2 separate regions of the Xenopus laevis genome follow, and region 2 is linked to region 1. A link is a contact called in public Hi-C data. All regions are on one chromosome and are shown on one strand. Each heading gives the region's core, a stretch centred on a gene start, on an enhancer-like site or on the middle of the called end of the contact. The rest is flanking DNA. Distances are from core to core; before and after follow the strand shown.

What was found. A called contact is a pair of places that touch in the nucleus more often than the background predicts.
Region 2: a Hi-C map of the XTC cell line shows a contact between it and region 1, with 5 times the contacts expected there. The contact joins two enhancer-like sites. A contact is called at or near these places in 2 of 4 Hi-C or Micro-C datasets (the XL177 cell line and the XTC cell line).

Annotation. Positions count from the first base shown.
Region 1 is chr8L:103,229,912-103,235,737 of Xenopus_laevis_v10.1, reverse strand. No RefSeq gene overlaps it. Among protein-coding and RNA genes, the nearest start is that of spred1.L, 67 kb to the right of the region's middle. Within about 2 kb of position 3,652, at least 1 of the 7 cell types and tissues checked has an H3K27ac peak or open chromatin away from gene starts, as enhancers often do.
Region 2 is chr8L:104,047,415-104,053,240 of Xenopus_laevis_v10.1, reverse strand. It overlaps dph6.L (diphthamine biosynthesis 6 L homeolog), which reads right to left. Exons shown (of 15, transcript NM_001092186.1): 13 at 5,596-5,826; 14 at 3,366-3,747; 15 at 1-1,266. The coding sequence ends at 1,148. Among protein-coding and RNA genes, the nearest start is that of znf770.L, 16 kb to the left of the region's middle. Within about 2 kb of position 2,085, at least 2 of the 7 cell types and tissues checked have an H3K27ac peak or open chromatin away from gene starts, as enhancers often do.

The DNA of each region.
Region 1 (5,826 bases), core at 2,403-4,902:
ATGCCGGTGCACACAGGGAATTTTTTAAATAGATTTTATCGACGTTCCGGTCCTCTGCTGGGACCTTTCTCAAGATGGACCGAAACGTTGATAAAATAAAAAAGGATTTATTTAAAAAATTCCCTGTGTGCACCGGCATCTACATACCTATATTCGAATTTCTGGGAGCACCAGGGTATGTAACTTATTGGTAAGCGTGTGCAGTGGCCTTGTGATGTATATATATATATATATATATATATATATATATATATATATATAGAGAGAGAGAGTAAGGGACGCACACCCTAGGCAAAATAGAAACTTGGGTGCCAGTCTAGAAAAAATTCGATAAGCAATGCAGGATGACGGCACACCAAGAAGTTACAGCAACACAAACGTTTTTGAAGATAAAAAAGGAGGTTTATTGGACCCTTTTTTATCTTCAAAAACGTTTGTGTTGCTGTAACTTCTTGGTGTGCCGTCATCCTGCATTGCTTATATATATATATATATATATATATATAGATATATAGATATATATACACAGAATGGCTCACTAATCCAGTAATGTTGACTGTCGCAGCTGCTGTGTAAATATTTACATATAAGGAAGAGAAACATAAAATGCTGAAAAAAGTGACTTCTTAATTATATTAACCCACCTCCTATTGATTTAAGCTGCAGATTTCTGAATAGGCCTTAATGAAGTGGATTGTTTAATGCAAGATGCCTCCCTAAATAGACGCCCGTTCCCCTTCTCTTCATTAGGAGCAATTCAACCCAGGTGCTTGAAAGCTGTCTGTACGGAAAAAAAATAAAATAAAATCAAATCCAACCAGCCCGATAGCACAGTGCAGTCACTTGCCCAAAATGATGTCCACTCGGCATTGTCAGATCCTTCCATTAAATGATTCCACAGCTTCATCGAAAAGGGCACATTGTGTGGATTATCATCTGATTGATGAATAATGCTCACCAGTCATTTTGCACTTTTATTTAAAAGACAATATTTAAAGATTTATGTCACCGGCGCGCACATTTCACACATTTCGAACACAAAACCAGTTTAATTATCTACTTATTTGAAAATAATTTTTTATGTGGAATGACACCTATTATTTCAGGCATGTGCAGAACGAGGGATGGTATTCAGTAGATAAGAAGAATACCATTAAACTAGGGAGGGAGAATATCAGTGCAAACTTTTTTCTTTAATTGAAAGAATGAATATTTTATTCCTGGCAAAATAACATTTCATTTTAGATTCTTTTTTTTTTTTTTAATAAGAAGCGGGAAATCATTTTAGAAATAATTCCTAACTTGAAGTTAGGAATTTTTGAAATCTAAATTTTTTTTAAAAAAATAAAAAATAAAATCATAGTTAATTTCAACAAAGAAAAATCTAGGCAAAAACAGGTGTCGCATATCGTTTTATTGCATGTTCATGTTAAAAGCAATAAAGCACGATGATTATTAATCCGATTTCTATTTTGTAAATAGAGCAGCATTTTTAAGATCTGGCCGTCTGTATTTTGGTGAGAATGTTGAGAAATACAGCACATAATTCACAAAAAACAATGCCCAACAGGTACATGAATATTACAGACGCCATTTGTGGATCTGTTCTCTGCCCGCCGTAAACCTCAGGAAAACTGGAGATTTGTTTGGAGCTGTTTTTTTTTTTTTTTTTTTATTCGAAGCCCTCGGAACAAACAAACACTTTTTGCGACCAACTGAGAATTTCGTAGGAATAAACGGTACCTGCCGTCAGTGGAATTTAGCATTCGCCACTAAGCACGAGGTTTTCCCTGCGGAAAAAGCTTGACCAGGGTATTCTCATTTACAAAGAGGCAGGTTAAACAGTTAAACGCTAGCAAATCCTTCATAGCCCTGTGGGAAATTCCACTTTAATCCTGAACTTATAGGAGGACAATCAAAAGCCAAAAGCCTGGGTAACAAATCTGATCCGTGGTTACAAGTATGTTCTCCTGGGACAGCAAGAGATGCTCCCTGCACAAGGCCAGCAAGGATAAATACCTTAATGATGAGACAGATAGTGGATGCGGAAACAGCGCCTGGCTACAGACATTCGCTTCCAATTTAACATTGCATCATGAAAAGGCAATTGTGCTGGAACTGAGGGCAAGCCAGTCCTGATTACTGGGACTTGAAATGTGGCTTTAAGGAATGATTAATGACAGTGTCAGAGTTAAAACACTGGCACAATGAGAGTTATCTCTAATCCACCTGCTTTGCAGGCTGCAGTTGTAAAAAAAGAAGAAGAAGAAAAAAAAGAGGGGGAAGATGCAAACAGACCCTCACACACACCATGATAACAAAAAGCCCTGTTATAACAGCGGCAAAGCAAATCATAATACAAAGGTGCAGGGATGCAGATAGGTGTTAATGTCACAAGTAAAATAAATAAATAAAAAAATAAATGTGAAAGACGGATATTAAAATCTGCCTTGGTCCAGAGACGTCTCCTTTCATCCACAAGAGCGCTGCAGTGTAACGTTCACAGGAAGGCTGCGATTTAAGAAGAACCCTTCTTTCTTTTTTTTAAACGTGGCTTTTTATGTCTTCTATAATGGCCGTTTCCTTTGTTTTGTTATGCTACAAAAGCTCTGGAGATATGTGCTTATATATACGTGCGGCTTTAATTAATTTCAAAACACACTCCGGCACAAAGAGAAAGAGAGAGAGAGCGGCCTGCTTCTATACGGCACGGCGTGTGCTCTGCCTTAAAAGGACGAGTTCAATAGCAAACTCTCTTTTTAGCATTTATCTTGGTCACAGTTTGTTTGTTTGGTTTTTTTGTAAAATGAAAAAAAAAAAAATCAACCAGAAACTGGATAAAGTAATTATGAATATTAAAGTGACAAGGCTGGAGTAATGGGATGGGAATATACACTGCTTTCTCATATATCTTGATATAAAAGCGAAAATATTGTATATTCCCCTTCATTTTTCTTTGCTAGTATTTTTTTTAATCCCCTCTTCAAAGCCCAACTTTCTATGATTATTTCAGAACACTGATGCTGCGTCCCACACAATCCTATCCTATATAATCCTATGTAATAATAATAATAAAGTTCAAGTGTCTCTGCGTCCAGTCCCTGTGTCCGTGGGATTGCGCTACTGCGCATGTGCCCCACGGACCGTCGAGCCCGTTAATTTAACGGGTTTAATGTCTAGTAATGTTCATAAAAGTGGAGGTTTTTTTTGCCATAAATAGTGCCTGTATTTTAATACATGCTGGGCTTGGTTTGTTTTTAACCAAGTACATTTCTTTCCGAATAAACTACATGTAAAAGCCTATCAAGCAGCAGTGGAACACTTATACTGCCATTGGGCTTGCAGCGTTGTGCAGGCCCTTCTGACACGTAAGGGACTATGGGGGAAACAATTCCATACTTTATAATATCATAATTGTTAACATAAGCAGGAAGATTCGGAAATGATCCCAGGCAAGTGCAGTTATCGGTGGCATCTTTACATTTTTACATTAGTCCCTTTAAATCCCAACAGAGCTAGCGCTGTGCCACTATGCATTGTGTTTGAATAAAAAAATAGAATAAAATAAATTGTTACTGGAAATCGTGTAGGTTTACAGGCAGCTCGGTGAGCCTTGGTCTATTGAGCCAAATATTTCTTAGCTACTGTTCCTTGTGAAGAAATGACAATACTGCCACTGTGTGGAATAATCTGGGCATCACGGGCCACTTCTATGCTCCTGTGGGGGAATTGGGATCCTACAATTGCATTGTTCCTTTTAAGCAAACAGTAAAAAATAGATTTAAAAAAATTAAGATCATGAGTGATCTAAGCTGAGATTTTTTTTTTTTAAATTTTATTAAAATAAAATGACTTTTAAAAAAGTTAAATACATTTTAATCCCCCCCCATAACCTGAAATCGTATTATAATAATTAATGCTATTACAGTAGAGACTTGAAAAATATTGTGCAAAAAAATGTATCACTAAAAATACTATGTTTTTGTCCCCAACAACCTGAAATTGTATCATAACAATTGTTAACAGATGACGCTGTGACACTAGAGAATTTAAAAGTATTGTATAAACCAGAGCTTTTTGATGCCATTGGCTTTAAAATAAAATAAATAGTACAACACTCTATTAATTTCAGATTTTATTATATTTGATTTGAAGAGCGATTGGGGTTTTTTTTTGGGGGGGTCCAAGGCTTTACTGCTACAGAAGAATTGAACCGTGAGACTCATCCAAGTAACCTTAGAGTATAGTCCTGCAGCTTTTGTAATGACTCTGCAATCCACTAATAAATCAATGATTAAAACTTTTTTTAATTCTCTCAACATTCCTTTAAAAAAAATGTTAATATTTTTTTTAAAGGGTACATGTTTTAATAATTGTGTTTGTGGCTGAAAAATATTGAAATATTCATTAAAGTCAACTTTAATTTTAAAAGCATATTTTCATTGCTAACTGTTAACCAGGGGTGCATACACTTAAGCAATGTGGGGTCTCCTTTCACATTGGGGACTACAGTTGCAAATTACAATGGCAGTGCTCCCTTTTTTAACAACCAGTTCTTCAGCCAGTGATTGAAAATGTAAAGAACCGTTACCGTACCCAGCAGGGGAATCTAATGGAGCTGTTTGTTGGGTTGCTGTGATCTACTGACCACCAGCTGAAGATCTACTGGTAGCTTCTGGGTGTAACCAGGCCCGGACAGGCAATCTGTGGGTTCTGGCAAATGCCAGAGGGGCTGCTGTATGGTTCCATAGAAAGTTACCATATAGTGGGCTGGTAGGGGTCTCTTTGGGCTGGTAGGAGGCTGTTTGGGCCTCTGTGTACTTGGAATGACAGGGCCTATATTGACTCCCAGTGTAATCACTTGGTTTAGTCTCCTTCCTGATACGACCACAGTTCTATCACACTTTATAGATGAGATTAAAGCTATCGTTATAACAGATCATTCAAACCACACTGATCCAAGGTCCTTTCTTGTGTTTCTAACATCACTTCAAGACACAGAGCCCTAAAAAGAACTCATTATGAATGACTACGGCCAAAAAGTTTTGCAAAACAAAGGAACACCTCCACCACTGGAGATTTCAAATACAATATACCATTGAATACCTTTAGCCACATAATCTCTACCAGCACTAATTAGAAGTGCAAATAGATTTAAATGGGAATTTGTGGGACAATATTATCCCCGTACTTGAGGGTCTCAGCTACACTATGGGGATATTTATTAAACATCAAATTTTTCTGGTCAGGCTTTTTGGAGCAAAAACTCACATTTTTTTGTGCAAAATAAAACTCATTTTTCGAGATTTTTTTATTCCCAATGGGAATGGGAGATGTCCAATTTGAAGATATTGTGGTTTGTGCTGGGTTTAGCAAAATAATCTGAAAAAATGGGGTTTTTGGGGAAAAATCTGAAAAAATCAAGTGAATCGAGAGAAGAGTTTTTTCCCCGATCATATTTATTTGAGTTATTTTAATAAGTGTTGGGCGAATTTGCGCCGTTTCGCTTTGCCGAAAAATTGGCGAATTTACCCGCGAAATTCACGAAACAGCAAAAAATTTTTATGCCGGCAAATTTTTGCTGCCGTCTCACAAATTTATTCGCTGGCGACAAATCGTGCAAATTCGCCCCGAATTTGCGCCTGGCGAATAACTTCGCCCATCACTAATTTTTATGCTCAATAAGGCAAAATCGTAGATGGGAGTTTGGTCGAGCTTTTTTATTGAAACAATGAGATAAAATCGGATTTTAGTAAATAGCCCCCTATGTTATATGCCTCTATTTTTGGATTAAAATCTAAATTGTTGGCCTTACCCAAGCAGGCA
Region 2 (5,826 bases), core at 836-3,335, 820 kb before region 1:
ACATTGGTTGACAGCCTTTGGCCTACAGGTACATACAGTGAATGGTTACCTTTCTATGGTTTTATTTGTATAGGCCCTAATGATTGAGCTAGACCAGCAATCCCCAACCAGTTGCTCATGAGCAACTTGTTGCTCAGTGACTTCTTGGATGTTGCTCTCAGTGGTCTCAAAGCAGGTGCCTATTTTTGAATTCCAGACAAGAAGGCAAGTTTTAGTTGCATAAAAACCAGGTGCACTGCCAAACAGAGCCTCCTACGGGCTTCCAGTTCACATAGGGGCTACCAATAGCCAATCATAGCCCTTATTTGGCACACCCAGGAACTTTTTGCATGCTTATGTTGCTCTCCAACTCTTTGTACATTTAAAAGTGGCTCATGAGTAAAAAAGGTTGGGGACCCCTGAGCGAGAGGATGTGAAGAGAGACTGTGGCTGATGTTTTCTTAAAAGAAAAGGAAAGAAAGTTACTGCGGTTACTCAGCTTTAGTGCCACAGGTCTGGGATTGTTGCCTTAAGGGTTTGGTCCAGTTAGACTATAGTTATAAGCCCATGTGTATAAAATATATAGTGAATAAAGTACCCCTATTGTAAAATATAAGGATATTTATAAGTCACCGAGGAGTTCCATGACCATATTAACAGGTCATGGAACTCCGAGGCTACTTTTTATATCCTCAAATTTTCCAACAATGGGGTACTTTATTTATTATAATACACAAGTTTTAGTGAGTTATGAGACAAAAATGACATCACTACTCAACGTTTATAACTGATGACATCACTAGTCACATTTAGAAGGATATAAGTTGCAAGATATTGTGTAATATAATAAAAATAATACATAAAGACACCATTTCCAGTCCTCCCGATCGTCAACTATAAAACAAATTCCAACCGTCGTTCTGTCAGCTCATCTGACAAAGGCATGCTGGGAGTTCTGCAACAGTTGGAAGTAGTAAAGAGGGCCTTTCCTCTGGGCTAAGAGCTGTCACAACACACTGTAACCAACAGCCACAAAGACAATGGCAGCTGGACGCCCATAGGTTTGACACCATTCGTGTAAACCATCTGTAGCTTCCTTGTGACTTCCAAACAGAAAGTAACGAGTCCAAAGGAATCCTTGTGAAAGTCCAGTTTATGTTTCATGGCATTACAGACTAAGCCAGAAGGTCAAGTGTAGGATTTCATTGCGAGGCAAGTCCAATACAGGCACCAGTACCAGCGCTGGAGGTTTCTCAGCCCAGACATCTTTCAGAATCGTCCGAAGCCCTTGGAAAGAGGAAAAACTGAGTTTAACACAAATATACAAAAATATGGTAGTGAAGGTTCACACACTTGGCACTGTTCTACGTGACTGGGGGTTAAGAAAGCATCTTTAGTTTAAGAGTAACAAAACAAATGCTGCGTCTCTGGACCCTGGTGTCACTGCCCCCCCCAGGGATTCGGTGTTGTCAGGTGTGATTAGGCTCTACGGCCTCCCAGCATCCCCCCCCCAACACTGTAACTTGTGCAGGGCTTGAGGGGCAGAAGACACTCGCTGGGTAATGATAATCTCTGAACAAGGATTGTTTTGTTGTGGTTTATTAATTCAGGGCCTGATGGGGATATTAGTGGCTCCTGAAATTGGAAAGGCCGGGAGCATTGTAATTTGCTGAATCCCAAAATGCTTAAAACGAGCAGATAAACAGCAGCAATAATTGGGCTTTATTAAATCAAGCAGTCATTCATTACAACTATCCCAGCTGTACCAGACAGAGGAGGGAGGGAGGCAGGAGAAAAGAAAAATGTACAACATGTATGCTTGAGTGAAAATATAGCACTTACACAAGCATGGTGTCATCTAGATCAACATGGTCTCTCACTCCCACTAACTCAGTCTGTAGTAACCATAAACTAACCTACACTTCTTGCTTTACCCCCCAACAGTCACCAAAGCCCACCCACACGCTTCCCTTCCTCTTGCTGTGTTCTGGCAGCGAACAGGTTAAAAAGACAAGCTGACATTCTTTCTTTGAGACTGCACCTCGTCAGGACAGGTAAAGGGAGGCACCTCATTAGCAAGCGGAGCCTAATTAGCATTTTACTTCCAGCGAATATGAACTGCTGCTGAAAGCTCTGCTAATGACGGCTCCTGTCTGTGGTTAAAAACAATGACAATGCCGGCACCACGAGAATGACATGAGTAGGAAGTCCAAAAACCAACGCCCATATTAGCCTGCCCGGCACCAGACAGAAGACTCTCACGGCACAGCAAAAGCACAAAGCAAGGTATTTCTCCTTACTAATCCTGCTGCGGTGACTCCTATCAATGGCATCAGTCCTAAGGCAGGATACCAGTAGCATGAACCAGCTCATTCTCACATGGCATGCAAGGAGCCAGCTCTGCTATGTATTTAAAACCTTATTACATGTTATATGAACATCAAATACCCAGACTGGATCATACCCATAGGCAACATTACAGGGCATGGTGGATTGTATCACCCATCAGTGGGTTTCAGGCATTAGGTTTCAAATCTTCTGTGAAACGTGGTTATGCTCCTAAACTCAAATTATTAGTACAGGCAACCCTGCACGTATACCAGTTTTTTGGGTATGACATATTGCTATGTGTATGGCCAGTGTAAAGCTAATGGCACATGGCTGAAAAACACGCTCTTCTGCCTCCCACTGACATAAATAGGACATGGCTGATGGCTAGAGTAAACACTTTCAAGGGATTCTGTCATTACTGTTATGGTGTAGTTTTTATTTCTAAATTACACTGCAAATAATTCACTCTACAATATAAAATTGAATTCCTGAACCATCAAGTGTATTTCTTTTTATTTATAATATTGGTGTGAAGGCAGCCATCTCAGGTCAATTTGCCTGGTCATGTGCTTTCAGAAAGAGCCAGCACTTTAGGATGGAACTGCTTTCTGGCAGGCTGTTGTTTCTCTTACTCAATGTAAATGTAGGAGTCGGGGGTGATATCACTCCAACTTGCAGCACAGCAGTAAAGACTGACTGAAGTGTATCAGAGACAAGTCACATGACTGGGGGCAGCTGGGAAACTGACAATATGTCTAGCCTCATGTCAGATTTCAAAAATTGCTCTTTTGAGAAACGGATTTCGGTGCAGAAGTCGGATGCTGCAACACTATTAACTGATGAATTTAAAAAAAAAAAACAAAAAACATTTGTTTCCCTTTCTAATCAAAAAGGAGGGTGCCAGGTGGTATTTTGGGTGTTGTTTAGATGGCTGAAAATCAGCCCTTGTGCTATCAAGTTTAACACACTCCAAAAGCAGTTTCAAATATGAAATACGCCATATAGTCATCACCATTATAGTTCAAAAGTAATTTGCCCTCTTGATTGAGACTCACCTTCCTGCAGCCTCTGTGAGTCTGGTTCTTCCCCCCTATAGAAGACTCTGCAGCACAGGGCTGCAAGTTGATGGGGGGCCATGGGAAGTTCATCTGTAGCTCTGCGGAGGGCTTTTTCTATAAGGTTGCTGACTTCATGCCAGTCCCGCACCTCGTGGGCAGCTCTGATTGGGGCTAAGCTTAGAGACAGTGAGAGGGCGGCACAGGAGAGACAGCTCGATATCACCCCATGAAGCATCACCTGGTAGGGCAGATTTTCCTGGCAAATTGCAAAGTGTCTCCTCTCCTCTGGGTCACTCACAGCAGCTATGACATGCCACTCTACTGAAGCGCCACGTGGGAGCATTGGTACTATCGCCACTGTAACAGGGGCAAGATCAGCCTGTAGGTATGAAACAGAATATAGGACTGCAATGGAATAACATCTAGATACAAGAATAACTTATCAGCCAATTCAATGGTTTTTAATGACAGTGGGGGTCATTTATCAACACTGGGCAAATTTGCCCATGGGCAGTAACCCATGGTCACCAATCGAATTGCTGCATTCATTGTTCTACTTCCAGCTGGCTTTAGAAAGCTAATCGCTGATTGGTTGCTATAGGTAACTGCCCATGGGCAAATTTGCCCAGTGTTGATAAATGAGCCCCAGAGTCTTACATTTACATGCAAGCTTTTATCTACTAAGATAAATACTAAGCTAAGCCTAAAGGTGGCCATACACGTAGAGATTTGCTCCTATGGCGATGTTGCCAAAATCTCTCCCCGATATGCTCACCTTAAGCTTAACAGAAGGTAAACGGGCGGTCAGGTGGCGGGACCGCGATCTGATGGGATTTCTAGTCCTGTCCCATCGACATCTGGCCGACTCTCGGCAGTTTGCAGGATGACTGGCTGTATCAGTAGGTACGAGTGGAGCCCCATTTTTTGATGACCCCTGAGATGCACTAAATCGGGTCACTGGCTGGTCTGTTATGGCCCATCAACTCTGACGAGCTTGTGCCAAAGGAGAAATGACAACAATCAACCATTCTAATGTACCGTGTGTACAGTTTGGTTGGAAGTTGATCAAAATGTAGAGTATGTAGTAGAATTATCAGTATGTAGCTGTATACATATGTCAAATGTACTATTGCCTGCCTTAATACACAGGTATGGGATCCATTATCCGGAAACCCGTTAACCTGGAAAGCGACTGCCACAGACTCCATTTTATCCAATTTTTTTTTTTCATTATTTCCTTTTCCTTTGTAATAATAAAACAGTGGCTTGTACTTGATCCCAACTAAGATATACTTAATCCTTATTGGAAGCAAAACACGCCTATTTGGTTTATTTCATGTTTACGCGATTTTCTAGTAGACTTAAGGTATGATGATTTAAATGAGGGAAACATCGGTTATCTGGAAAACCCCAGGTCCCGAGCATTCTGGATAAAAGGTCCCATACCTGTACTTGAATTTTAGGTATGACATATATCATTTCCATAAACGCTCTTGATCGGATATTCTGATATTCCATGCAAAATGTTGCACAGTGAAGGGCGTTCAATAATGTGTTAAAGAGTAGAAGGCTTAACCCGCTGCAAGCTGGATAAAAGCCGTAGGGACAGGCTTGTCCCCTGCAGTCAGGTGATCTAATAACTGCAGTGACAGGAGAATTGACAGGTCGGCAGGTCGGCCGTCAGTTCCGGGCTGTAATGACGGCTTCTCAATCAGCAGTGCTCAATTTTCTCCTCATATGCACAGTGCAGAGAGACAGGGGATAATTACAGGCAGCGTGACTGAGACAGGCAGCAAGGCACTGGCAAGGACTACACCTTCCAGGCACAACAAGGTATTCATTTTAATGTGCAGTTCCTTAAACACTTCAAATAAAAGAAGCTTTCTGATCTTTTTTATTTTTTTTACTTCAATTTACTGATTTTTATTTTACCATCTTGCCTAACACATAACATGCTCTAAGCATAGGCTGTCAAAGGCATGAAAGGGTAAAGAAAAAAAAAATTTAAATCAGCAGAGCCAGCCGATAAAATAGGGGGTGCAGCTGGAAAGCTGGGAGAGAATCATATTTTAGCCATGGCTGTATAATGGAAGGAAGCAGAAAGGAGGGAGAAACAAAGTGGTTGAAAATAGGGATCGGATTGTATTAGAAACAAGATGAGAGAAGCACTTCACTAACCATAGGCAGTGCTAGAATGAATGAGCTCAATAAAGCCACACATCCTTACCTCATGTTCGTTTTTGCCAGCCCAAGCAGCTAAGGCGATAGGTATGTAGGAGCGATTGGTTACATAGCATTGAACAAGCAGCACGTGGGCCAAGGTGGTTCCGGGGTTGATGGCATCCAGGACACGTTCCACATGGAGCAGGGAGACCTGCGCTTCCACTGTAGCCCCCCCAGATACCAGCTGCATGGTACAAGGTTTCAGTGCAATTTGTCCCGCACAGAATAAACCAGG